Regions from separate parts of the Macaca mulatta genome. Here region 1 is linked to region 2. A link is a contact called in public Micro-C data. All regions are on one chromosome and are shown on one strand. Each heading gives the region's core, a stretch centred on a gene start, on an enhancer-like site or on the middle of the called end of the contact. The rest is flanking DNA. Distances are from core to core; before and after follow the strand shown.

Region 1 (6,682 bases), core at 744-3,243, 100 kb after region 2:
CAAGAGGCTGTGCCCAGACTGTGCTCCTTACTAGGTGATGATCACTGGTCATGCCTGGTGGACAGGCACCAGAGTGATCTCAGGGGCTAGGAAGGGGGGCTCAACAGCGGGCCCTGCTTGCCGTACTTGCTCCTCTCAAGCCTTCTGGTTTCAGGCCCACTTAGCTCACATTATCCTGCCATCTTCCAGCCTCTTCTCCCTAAGCTGAAATGCAGAGCAGCCTCCCTAACTCAGCAGTCACCGTGTCACATTCCTCAAGAATCTTCAGGGAACCCTTGCCCAGACTATCGTCTACTTTTCTAGATTTCAGCCGGCCTCCTGGCTGTTTAAAAGTGTACCTGAATCATTCACACCAACAATAACACAACAGCACACTCTCCGGTGTGTTCCAAGTGTCCTGGCTGTGGCGTGGTCTCAAAAAACTGCAGCTGACTGCACATGAGTGATTAGATTAACACCTTGAACCGACCCTAAGATAGTCTGCCTTTCCCTTCTTTCCTGCCTTCCTCCTTTTCTTTCTTTTTTTTTTTTTTTAAATTTTTTTTTTTTTTTTGAGACGGAGTCTTGCTCTGTCACCCAGGCTGGAGTGCAGTGGCCGGATCTCAGCTCACTGCAAGCTCCGCCTCCCGGGTTTACGCCATTCTCCTGCCTCAGCCTCCCGAGTAGCTGGGACTACAGGCGCCCGCCACCTCGCCCGGCTATTTTTTGGTATTTTTTAGTAGAGACGGGGTTTCACCGTGTTAGCCGGGATCGTCTCTCGATCTCCTGACCTCGTGATCCGCCCGTCTCGGCCTCCCAAAGTGCTGGGATTACAGGCTTGAGCCACCGCGCCCGGCCACCTCCTTTTCTTTCTCCCTCTCTGTCCTTTCCTATTTCTTTTTTCTTTCCTTTCCTTTATCCCCCTCCCTTCCTTTCCTCTTCTTTCCTCCCTTTTCTCTCTTTCCACACACACATAATCTCTGTATGCCAGGCATTATTCTAGGTGCTTCACAAATATTAATTCATTCCATTCTCATATTAATTTTGGGAAGTAGGAACTATTATCATCAACATTATACAGAGAAGGAAGCTGAGGTATAGAAAGTTTAAGTAACTTGTCCAAGGTTGAGCAGTTTGTCAACGTCATTTTACTACCGGCATGTGAAACAGGTGAGTTATATTTTTTAGAATATTAATTCTCATTAATTGAAGCCTTCCAAACAGGCGTAACTGTTCCGTTCTCTGAAACACAAGTGGAAGTGTCATAGCTGGACGGAGCAGCGTGGTATGCAGGGAGAAAGGACGCGACTGGGTATTCTTCTGAAGCTCAGGAAGCAGCTCCTGGGGAGAAAGTGTCTGTTTCCCGGAAGCGGACAAGAGTTCTGTTGAGCTGAAGAGCAGGGCAGCAGCTGGGGCGAGCGAGGCTGGAGTCATGCAGGGCAGAGCCTTAACTGCTAAGCTAGGTTTTGCTCTCGATAGGACCAGCTGCCCCGAGCGGAGGCTGGAACCAGATCTCCCCGATGTGGACTCGCGGATGGGGAGGGGATCAGGACGGGGGCGGGGCCAGGGGAGGGGCGGGGCTCGGGGAGTGAGGGAGAGACTGGATGACCTGGGGCTCGCAGGGCGAGGCCAGGGGAAGGGCGGGGCTCTCGGAGGGAAGGTGGGACTGGAGGACCTAGGGCTCGCGGGGGCGGGACAAGGGGAGGGGAGGGGATCGGGGAGGGAGGAGAGACTGTGAAGGACCTGAGGCTCGCAGGGGCGGGGCCAGGGGAGGGGCGGGGCTCTGGAAGAGAAGGCGAGACTGTGGAGGACCTGGAGCTCGAGGAGGTCAGGGGTAGGGAAGGGGCAGGGTTCAGGGTTCGGGGGTGGGTTGTTTACGGTGAGATCAAAATCAGGCAGGAGCTTCCGGGGTCCCTGCTGTGCCACCCAGACAGGCCGTGAGGGTGGGCCGGGGGGACGGGGCCGGGCCTGACCACGGCGGCAGAGTTCAGTCCCAGTTTCCGCACGCCACCTTAGGCCCGCAGCCGTGCCGGGTGCTCGCCAGCATGTCCTTCATCCCGGTGGCCGAGGATTCCGACTTCCCCATCCACAACCTGCCCTACGGCGTCTTCTCCACCAGAGGCGACGTGAGCAGTGGGGCTTCGGCTTCCGGGCGCGGGGAGGGAGTGGAGTGGAGTGCAGTGGAATGGAGTGGAATGGAGTGGAATGAGGGGCGGGATGGAGGCTTGGGTCATTTTTCTCTTAAGATCCGTTCCGTGAGAGTGCCTGTGGGCTCGAATCCCACCTCGTAACTTTCTAGTTGTGCACATTATTTGACTTTTCAGCCTCAGTGTCCTCAGGTTTGCTGAGAACTAAATGCAAAATGAAATGAATAGTGTCACTCTCCCAGACAAGCAGAGCAAGCAGGATTCTGTTACCGGAAGCTGCAGTACGCAGGCATGCTGCCTACTCCGAGGCGGTTGCGGTGTGTTTCTCTTGCCCAAGAGGCTGGTGGTTCATCTCACTGGATAGCCCCTAACCCTAGAACCCAGGAAATGATAACCCGGTATGCGTAGCAGCTCAGAGGGGGACGCGCATGTCCTGTCTTAGAGCTGTGCGATCTAAGATGGCAAGTGTCTCTCTCTGCCTGTTGCTGGAATTCTTTCAGCTCCTGGTGTGGGCTGCCTGGCATTCCCCCACTGATCAGAAGAAAGAGGGCAGGGAAACAAACTTTGACTAAGTCAGTGTAGTCTGATTGGTAGAAATAAGTGTTTGAAAACTGGAGGTTTATGAGCAAATAGATAATAAGAGGGTCCCTAGGTTGGAAAAGCAAATTCCCTTGGATTTGTTGATGATATTTTTGGCTTAGATTTTTGCTCCCAACTTTAAAGGTACACTTCTGATTCAGCTCTGTAAGCCATAGAACCCCAGAATCAGGAAATGTTTGCTAAACGAGGGGCTTGGCAGTTGGCTTCTTCCTGGAAAGTGGGGTCCCCTCCTTCCCCCATGGCTTGTCATTGGAGGCAAGTGGCTGGCCTTTTATGGGCCTGTCTGCAGTGAGTACTTTGGTCTAGAAGAGTCAACTTGTGGTTTCATATCTGGCCAGGCTGACCAGATGTTGCAAGGACACAGAAAGTGGACACTAAATCCCCTGGAGGACACAATTTGAGGCACATTAAACCTTAACCTGTGATGGCCAACAACCTTTCTGCAGACAAAGCCCTTCCTCTGCCGTCCTCAAACACTTTGCCCTCAGCAGATGTGTCCTCCCTCACCTTTCCTGGAGCACAAATCCATTAGACAGAAACATTTGTGAGAGGCAGGCACACCCCAGTAGGGTGCTCTGACTTGCTTTCTCAGGGGAATCGAATTAATGTCCCTTAGAGTGTGGCTAGGGGCTTTCAGACACCATGTCCTGCTGTTTCAACATCAGCATGTGCAGGGCAGCCACTATAGATGTCTGGGAGAGAGAGCCCCATCCCCCTGTCCTCTGATAGAGTGCTGGGGGTGGAGAGTTGGCCCTTTGGCCGTCCAGCTGAACAAGCCTCATCTGAAACTTTCTCTGCAGGCACTGGACATTCCAACGGTGATGGCTGCCTTGCCAGGCAAGACTAGTTGCCAAGGCAAAACCTCCCTTCCCCCATGTCAGCAGTCAGCCCTTCCTAATTTGAGTGGAATAACAATGAACGCAGTCATCACTTTATTCATTTTTTTATTCAGCGAATGCTTAGGAACCCTAACTGTGGTCCAGACTGCCTGGGCTGTGAGTTGGGATCAAAGACACAGGAGACGCCTTCCTTCCATTTCTGGTTGCTCATGGACTAGTAAGGCATATGGGGTGCTCTCTGTGAAGGTAGGGGTGGTGGCCTCTGAGAACGAGATTGTAGTAGTGTGGAACTGGTTTGTCGGGTGCCTTCTTAAAGTCCCTGGGGTCTGGCCCTGCCACTGCCTCCTGGCCTCTGCTCTCTCCAGCCACACTGGCTGCCTTTGAGTCTCTGAGACATGCTAAGAGCAGCTTCCTGCCTTCGGGCCTTAGCACATGTTGTTCCTTCTGCCTGGAATACTCGTCCCTCTGCTCTCTATATGCTTGGCCCCTTCTCACTCTTTGGGACTCAGCTTAAATGTCACCTCCTAAGCACTCTCTCTGAAAGAGCTCCCAGCTGCTGCCCAGCCTTTGTTGTCTCTCACCACACCCTGTGTTTCCTTTTGCTTCTGGAGAGAAGGAACCAAGTCACTGTTCCCAGGACCTCAGCAGCCTTTGTGTAGTGCTGGTACTGAGAAGATGCTTTCTAAATGTTTGTGGCATGAATAGCGTCTACCCTGTGTCTGTTCTTGTGGTGAGAGATTTACAGATATTAATCAAATTCTCACAATAAAACTACTGTGAAGTTATTGTCCCCATTCTACAGATGAGGAAACTGAGGCCCAGAGAGGCAAAGCATCATGCTCCAGATCTCACAGCCAGTAGGAGGCGGATATGGGGTTGATCCCCACATCTGTCAGCCTCCCAGTCTGTAGGATCCAGCCCTACGGGGCTTAGCGGGTGTTCTCCCCGTGTGTGGAAATGAGAGATTGTAAGAAATAAAGACACAAGACAAAGAGATAAAGAGAAAACAACTGGACCCGGGGGACCACTACCACCAAGACGCGGAGACCGGTAGTGGCCCCGAATGGCTGGGTGCACTGATATTTATTGCATACAAGACAAGAGGGGCAGGGTAAGGAGGTGAATCGTCCAAGTGATTGATAAGGTCAGGCAAGTCACGTGATCATGGGACAGTGGGCCCTTCCCTTTCAGGTAGCCACAGCCAGAGAGGGAAGGCAGCATACGTCAGCGTTTTCTTCTATTCACTTATAAGAAAGATCAAAGACTTTAAGACTTTTGCTATTTCTTCTACAGCTATCTTCTAAGAACTTCAAAGAGGAACCAGGAGTATGGGAGGAACATGAAAGTGGACAAGGAGTGTGACCATTGAAGCACAGCACCACAGGGAGGGGTTTAGGCCTCCAGATGACTGCGGGCAGGCCTGGATAATATCCGGCCTCCCACAAGAAACTGGTGGAACAGAGTGTTTCCTGACTCCGCCAAGGAAAGGAGACTCCCTTTCGTGGTCTGCTAAGTAATGGGTGCCTTCCCAGACACTGGCATTACCGCTTGACCAAGGAGTCCTCAAGCGGCCCTTATGCGGGTGTGACAGAGGGCTCACCTCTTGCCTTCTTGGTCACTTCTCACAATGTCCCTTCAGTATCTCACGCTATACCCACCGGTTATTCCTAGGTTATATTAGTAATGCAACAAAGAGTACTATTAAAAGCTAATGATTAATAATGTTTATAGTAATGATTGATAATTGTCCATGATCATCTGTATATCTAATTTGTATTATAACTGTATAGCAGTATAGCTACAGTTGTGCCTTCAGTCTCTTGCCTCGGCACCTGGGTAATCCTTCGCCCACACCAATCCCATACTTCCCCCTCTATGTCAGGCTGGGAGTTGGGTAATGCTTTCCCTTGGAAAACTTTATATCAGATATGACCAACTGTTTTAAAACAGAGGGAATGCACATTTTTCTCTTGAAGTTAGACAAATGGAGTCTCCCTCCTTGGTTTGTTTCCCTCAAGTTGCATATGGGAAACTGAGGCCCAGAGATGACCAGGGACTTGTCCAAGATGATAAGATGGTGAATGAGGGAACAGACTTGGAGCCCAGGAATCCTGGATCCGACTTGTGAGCCCCTTCTAGTTGTGTGCTGAAGAAAATAACTCCCAAAGTTAAAAGTAGAGGGTACTCACTCTCTCAGACTTTTTCTGGGTCCTCAGGTCATAGTTTGAAGCACAAGTTTGAAGCTTCTATGCTTTGTTTGCATTTGAGGCATCAGGCAGCTGCACTTGTGACCCCATTTTGGAGGTTGCTTACTGGTGGTGGCTCCTTCTTGCCTTCAGCTGGGTGTGGGGACCAGGGTCAGAGATGTGGTCCACGGGTCTGACCTGCACATTCCCTGAATGGAAAACCACTTGGATCCAGGTGGTTCAGCTCTTTGCCTACTGCAGCAGATTTTCCATTTTCAGGAGGGGAAGACTGAGGCACAGGGAGTTGGCAGCGGGGCTGATAATGGGTAGCTAAGCTCTCCGGGCAGCCTCTTCTAGGGTAGGCTCTGCTGGGACCTCAGGTGAGGATTGTGGCTCTGCTCTACCCCGGTCCCAAGAGCTGACATGCATGGAGAAATGGCCATCTTTTCTCAGCCCACCCCAGTGAGCAGCTGATGGAGATAAGGCCAGCCAATAATCCCACCACTAAGCTCTCTGGCACTGAAATGGCCAAGCTGGTGGTTCAGGAGAGCTGGAAGCCTGACTCAGGACAGAGCACCAGGAAGTTGAGTCTGCAAACATGCCCTCTGGTTCTTGTTGACGAGCAAAGCTCAGGGTTGTGGGGACAAAGACCAGGCCTTAACAAATATTTAAGACATCTTTGCTGATGCTGGGATTTTGTGGTGCAGAAAGGAACTTCCCTTGCATGTTCTGAGCAGTCTGGCTTCCTGCAGCTCCCTTATAACCTGAGCTCTCCTCCATTTGAGCCACAACAGAGCTCATTAATCCAAGCCACCTGGCCCTCAGCACTGTGCATCGGGCACTCACTGCTCCACTGCACAACTGAATTACCCTGAGCCAAGGCCTAGGTTAAACCTGGAAAATAATCCAACATCCTGGAAAGGTGGTGAGC
Region 2 (6,806 bases), core at 3,015-5,514:
GTGAAATTCATGATGAATTGGATATTGGGGAGAGGAGGGCTTAAGAAAAAAAAAATGAGGCCAGCCGCTGTGGCTCACGCCTGTAATCCCAGCACTTTGGGAGGCTGAGATGAGTGGATCATGAGGTCAAGAGATCGAGACCAGCCTGGCCAACACGGTGAAGCCCCGTCTGTACTAAAAATACAAAAATTAGCTGAGTGTGGTGGTGCATGCCTGTAGTCCCAGCCACTTGGGAGGCTGAGGCAGGAGAATCACTTGAACCCAGTAGGCGGAGGTTGCAGTGAGCCAGGATTATACCACTGCACTCCAGCCTGGAGAAAGAGTGAGACTCCATCACAAAAAAAAAAAAAGAAAAAAAAAAAAAGAAAAAGAAAAACAGAAAAAAAAAGAGCAAAAATTAAAGAACTTTTATACTTCAAATGATATCATCAAGCAAGTGAAAAGACAATGTGCAAAATGGGAGAAAATATTTGCAAATTATATATCTGAAAAGGGACTTGTATCCAGAATATGTAAGAACTCTTATGACCAACAATAAAAAGACTAACAACCCAATTTAAAAATGGGCAAAGATCTGAATAGACATGTTTTCAAAGAAGATACCCGAATGGCCAATAAACACATGAAAAGATGCTCAACATCCTTAGCCATCAGAGAAATGCCAAGCAAAACCACAGTGATACACCACTTCATACTCACTAGGGTGGTTATAATCAAGAAGATTGATTATGACAAGTGTTGGCAAAGATGTGGAGAAATTGAAACCCTCACTCATTGCTGGTGGTTACGTAAAATGGTGTAGTCTCTATGGAAAACAGTCTGGTAGTTCCACAGATGGTTAAACAGAGTTACCATATGACGCAGTGTCTACCTACTCCTAGGTAGATACCCAAGACAAATAAAAACAAGCTGGGCACAGTACACCTGTAATCTCAGCACTTCGAGAGGCCAAGCTGGGAGGACTTCTTAAGCCCAAGAGTTTGAGACCAGTCTGGGCAACATAGTGAAACCCCATCTCTACAAAAAATAAAAAAAAAATTAGCTGGGCATGGTGGTGCATACCTGTAGTCCCAGCTACTTGGGAGGCTGAGGTGGGAGGATTGTTTGAGTCCAGTAGTTGAGGTGTCAGTAAGCTTACGTTCATGCTACCACACCCTCACCAGGGTGACAGAGTGAGACCTCATCTGTTAAAAAAAAAAAGTCCCTGTAAGAACTTGGATAAAAATATTAATAGGAGCACTAGTCACATAATGGGCAAAAAGTGGAAAATGTCTATAAATTAATGAATAAATGTGCTATATTAAATATCAATACAGTGAAATATTATTCAGCAATAAAAGGAAATAAAGTGCTGATACATACTACAACACGATGAACTTTGAAAACCTTATACTAAGTGAAAGTAGCCAGTCTCAAAAGACCACATATTATATGACTACGTATTTATGAAATGTCCAAAATAGGCAAAACTAGCCAGGCATGGTAGTTTGCGCCTGTAGACCCAGCTACTTAGGAGGTTGAGGCCAAAGGATCACTTGCAAAACTAAAGGGACACATAGTAGCTTAATGGTTACCCAGGGATGGAGGTGGGACATGAATTGGGGGAAAGGGGAATGTGACTGCTAAAAGGTACAAGGTTGTTTTTTTGTTTTGTTTTTCCTTTTTTTCTTTCTTTCTTTTTTTTTCTTTTTTTTTTTGAGATGGAGTCTTGGTCTGTCACCTAGGCTGGAGTGCAGTGGCATGATCTTGGCTCACTGCGACCTCTGCCTGCCGGGTTCAAGTGATTCTCCTGCCTCAGTCTCCCAAGCACCTACAGATGTGCACCACCAAGTAGGTGTGCACCATTACAGGTGTGCACCACCAAGCTTGGCTAATTTTTGTATTTTTAGTAGAGACAGGGTTTCACTGTATTGACCAGGCTGGTCTCTAACACCTGACCTCAAGTGATCCACCTGCCTTGGCTTCCTAAAATGCTGGTATTACAGGCATGAGCCACTGCCCCCTGCCAAGGTTTCTTTTTAGGGTGACAAAATGTTCTGAAACTGATTTGTGGTGATACCTGCACCACTGTGAATATACTAAAAACCACTGAATTGTATAATTTCTTTTATTTTTCTTTTTGTTTTTTCTTTAATAGGAGACAGAGTCTTGCTATGTTTCCCAGGCTGGAGTGCAATGGCATGATCCCATTACTAATCAGCACAGGAGTTTTGATCTGCTCTGTTTTGGACTTGGGCAGAGTCGTCTTCCTTAGGCAACTTGATGGTCCCCCCCATCCTCGTGGACACCCATGGGTACAGTGCATTACTGCCCAGAATTCCTGGACTCAATCAATTCCCCCAGCTAACCCTCCTGAGTAGCTGGGACCACTGGCATGTGTCACTGCGCCCAGCAAATTGTATTCTTTAAAAATGGGTGAGTTGTAATGATATGTGTGTTAAATCTCAATAAAGCTTGAGTTTCTAGTTTTAATAACTGGAAACATGGTGTCACCATTAGCCAAAATTGGGACTATAGGAGGAAGAATGTGTTTGGGGGGAAAATGAGCCTTGGACATATTGAGTGGCTGTGATAAGCACACAGTAAATGTCCTGCTCTGGAACACAGGAAAGAAGATGGGGTTGGAAATAATAATGCAAATAAACAATCATTTATTGCGCATTTGTTACATACCAGGTGCTGTGAATATGTTGTTTACGTACACTGCCTGGTAGGTTGCATATGTATACTGTTTATTGTTTCTGCTCCCTCTTCCCCTGTGTAAGTCAATGAGAGGAGGGCCTTCATCTCTCTTACCTAATGCTATCTCCAGCACCTACAGCACAGGCTGGCAGAGAGTTGGCATACAGCATTTACTGGGTATATAGAAATGCAGTATCTTTTAACCCTCATAACAATCCTTTGTGGTAGGTTTTTGTTCCCATTTCACACGATTTTCTTAAGACCACAAAGCTAGTAAGTGACAGTGGTCTGTCTGCATTCAAAGTCACAATGCAATGCTATAATCTCTCAATCTCCCAGAACGAATCTGGAACAAAGGAAAGCAGTAAAGGTCATGTAAACCCAATTTGTGCAAATTCATAATAGCTGTATATGAAAATCCAACTGGGTTAGGTGCTGGAGTTAATACAATGATAAACTGGACAAGCATCTGAAGAAAAATACATTTAAGACAAAATCCATGAGACTTGGCGCATAACCTCGCTAGTTCAAGAAGCTCTTTCACACATACTATCTTAGTTAACCCCCACAAATAGCCTAATAAGTAGGTTTTATTACCATTCCAATCAGGCTTTTGTCCTCCACTTAAACTGTACTCCCCAAGGTGACCTCTGTGTTGCTAAATGCAACAGGTACTCACTTCAGGCACAATATTTAAGGGAGCACCAAAAAACTAAGTGATCAAGATGAACAACATTTTTATTTTTTTAAATTAAAATTAATGCAAAAAAAATCCATGAATAACAAAATAAAAACATTCAAAACAAAGAGGATCCTCAGGACTGGGCCCGCCCACCTTAAAGCCCCAACGGAACCCTTCATTCACGATAGGATTGAATGACCTCGAACTAAAGTGTCACGTACTTCCTGCTTGTGATGCTCATGAGCCCGAACGAAGGCTGAAAAACTTCAGGGGGAGCCATTCTGCCCATCATCCCTAGTTCCAGCGCAGTAGCGCAGCATGCACCACGCAGGTAGGAACTGACCCCGTGCTTTTGGAAAAGGCTGAACTGAGGGTGCTTGTGCCCGTGCATGTATGTATTGCACACGTGTGCATGCACGCTTCTCGTCTTGCTTCTATTTCCAAGTCCCAGTTCAGGACAGGGCAGAGTACTGCTTTCCAGTATGCGCCCTGAGCTCGGACTTCGCGCTTGCAGACTGAGGCGCCGGCCTGCGTGTGAAGACAGAAGCTCAGAATTCCTTCCTGCACAAGTGGCAGGTGGAGGGCAACTCTTTGGTGCCTCAATCCGAGACAGGGACACGCCATTCCCTGCGAGGTAGCAAAGGTACCTGAACCTATCAAGCCCTTAAAGACTCCGCGGCACCTCTTAATCGCCTTCCCGTAGCTATTGGAGGTAGAGAAACTGCGGCGGGATGAGCCCCGCAGAGACGGCAGTGGAGCAAGCGATGGTGGAGGTGCAGAGGGAGAAGCATCTCCTTTCGCTCCGCCCCGCCTCTTCTCTCGCCTCCGGCCAATTGCCGTGCGCTCCGAGCCTTGACCCCGCCTCTCCCCGCCTCCTCCGGCCTGTGGCCCCGCCCGCGCCGGTAATAATTAGGATGCGGGCGGGGCCCGCCGCGTCAGCCCTGGGAGCCGGCCAATCCAGTGGCTCTCCTCCGCGGTCGCGTCATAGGCCGAACAACCAAACAGAAAAGTTTAATAAACAGCAGACGGAGGGGCCGGCGGTGGCGGAGCCAGAGGGAGTAGGGGTTCGGCGGCCTTACCTGTCCCGGTTCACCAGCGGCTACCGGCGGCGGCGGGCAGCGCGTCAGGCGGAGAGAGCCGCCGCCAGGTGAATAGCGCGGCCCGCGGGGCCCGGTCTGGTCCGCGCTGCCCCTCCCCCGCCCGCTCCCTTCCCCCACCCGGCTGCAGCGAGGCGAGGCCCGCCCCCGGCCCCTCCCGGCTCCCGGGAGCCGGAAGCGGAGGGCGGCTGGCCGGCGCAGCAGGTGGTGGGCCCGCGGGGGCCGCGGCCGAGAGGGTTAGGACTCCCGGCTCCGGGGGCAGGGGCCGGGGATCGGCGGGTTCACCTCAGACGCGCGCGGGCGCCCGCAGCCCGGGGCCAAAACCTGTCAGGGTGGTCGCGCTGGGGTCCGGAGCCTCAGTTCTTCAGGGCCGCGGAGGCCGCGAAGCGCGCCGCCCCGAGCGGGTTCGTAGCGGTTGGCGGGCGGGGGTCGGAAGGGCCCTGGGCACCCTGGGGCGCGTCAACTCCCCCTCCCCCCCAGTCTCAGGTCTTCTTCGGGATGTTTTTCCACCTGCCGTGTTTTCAGAAACCAGCCGGAGGCAGCCCGTTGTTTCCAACTCCTGACTGGCACCGGGAAGGGAATCGGTCTCTTTTTTCCGTGCTTGGGTTTAGCTTGCTTAGGATTCTAAATTTTTCGTCTGCTCTTTTGAAATAGTTATTTTCAAGTTTTAGCCACCTAAAGAACTACGAAAGAATATTGTGTTTGAAATCTCTTTAACTTGGTTTCGAAGTCATGTGCTAACCCACACAGTTGGGACGCTATGATTTACCTTCACAACTCGGAAGTTGTGACCAGTTGTGAGGAAGTTAGGGCCTTGGGGTTACCTAAAGGTAATTTATATTAAGTTATTGGGCCATAAAAACTGGGCAGAATTGGCCACGCGCGGTAACTCAACGCCTGTAATCCCAGCACTTTGGGAGGCCGACGCGGTCTAATAACAAGGTCAGGAGATCGAGACCATCCTGGCCAACATGGTGAAACCCCGTCTCTACTAAAAATGCAAAAATTAGCTGGGCGTGGTGGTGCTTGCCTGTAGTCCCAGCTACTGGGAGGCTGAGGCAGGAGCATCGCTTGAACCCGGGGGGCGGAGGTTGCAGTGAGCCCAGATCGCGCTACTGTACTCCAGCCTGGCGACAGAGGGAGACTCCGTCTCAAAAAACAAAACAAAAAAAAACCAAAACTGGGCAGAATTAATGATTTTGATGCTCCGAGAAACAGGATTAAATTCCTCTTTCAAAACAAAGTCGGAATTTGATTTTTTAAAAGTGTAAAATACCATAAACTTTTAAGGGTAGTTGTTCAGTTTCTATGTCACCAAGTTTAAGGCACTTTCTGAATTTACGTATAGTTTTCTCCAGAGCCCTAGGGGAAATGTTTTGCAAAATGTGCACGTTTAAGTTTCCAAAACAGGTTGTCTTTTTTATTTTTACTTTTGTAGGTTTTAAAGTATATTTAAAGGGAGACAGAGATCACCAATGTGCAGGAGAAAATACGGGGGTCGATGGATTTATTATCTTGTAGTGATAACTTTCTGGGTGTATGCATATGTCAGAACTTACACGTTTTACACTTCAAGTATGTGCAGTTTATTGTCAACTATATGTCAGTGAAGTTTATAAGAAGTAACCAAAATATATTTAATACCACAAAAAAATACAGTAAAGTATAAACAGATAAAACGTCATAAATCCTTGACTCCTCCTCCCAAACCCAAAACTGGAACATTAGTAAAACTTGCATTTGTCTATGAGTTTATCTGTGCAGTGGATTTTGTGTATGTCACTTCCTTGACTTTTTGAAAAATAGTTTTATCATATATGTTTGTATGCCGAAACAGTGTGGCATTTAATTTGCTTTTCTTTTGAGCTTTATAAAAAATAGTATGTGGCTGTAGTTTATTTCATTGCTTTGTGACATGTTAATCTGCTGTAACTCATGGGCACTTAGACCGTGTTTTTGTTGTTTTTTATTTTGTTTTGCTATAAACAGTCTTGCTCTATGAACATTTCTTGTTTCCGGCTCTTGGTACACATGTACAATAATTTCTCTAGAGTAAATACTTAATGTGGATTGCATTAGAAGGTATTAGGTAATCAGGACTGGAATAGATTGAATAACTTAGAAATAAAATGAATGAAAAACGTTAGGATTCTCTATTATGTTTAAATAGAAGATTCATAGCCATAGTGATTGAACTGGTTCAACCTAGTTGAACATTTGCATGAAAACCCAAAATTCCTGTTAACCTATGTGTAATGACCCTCTTACTTTGAAGTCACATTGTAAAAAGTCTGGCACTGTTTGGTATCTCCTTTTCAATGCAAAAATAGTAAGTATAGTCGAAA

What was found. A called contact is a pair of places that touch in the nucleus more often than the background predicts.
Region 1: a Micro-C map of CD4 T cells shows a contact between it and region 2, with 10 times the contacts expected there. The contact joins the promoter of FAH here to the promoter of ZFAND6 in region 2. A contact is called at or near these places in 4 of 14 Hi-C or Micro-C datasets (CD4 T cells, blood, cortical neurons and 1 more).

The regions. Positions count from the first base shown.
Region 1 is chr7:58,363,970-58,370,651 of T2T-MMU8v2.0, forward strand. It overlaps FAH (fumarylacetoacetate hydrolase), which reads left to right and starts at 1,994. Exons shown (of 14, transcript NM_001257529.2): 1 at 1,994-2,105. The coding sequence starts at 2,025.
Region 2 is chr7:58,260,685-58,267,490 of T2T-MMU8v2.0, forward strand. ZFAND6 (zinc finger AN1-type containing 6) reads left to right here and starts at 4,265. Exons shown (of 6, transcript NM_001194435.1): 1 at 4,265-4,511. LOC144330036 (a long non-coding RNA gene) reads right to left here. Exons shown (of 2, transcript XR_013395856.1): 2 at 5,565-6,806.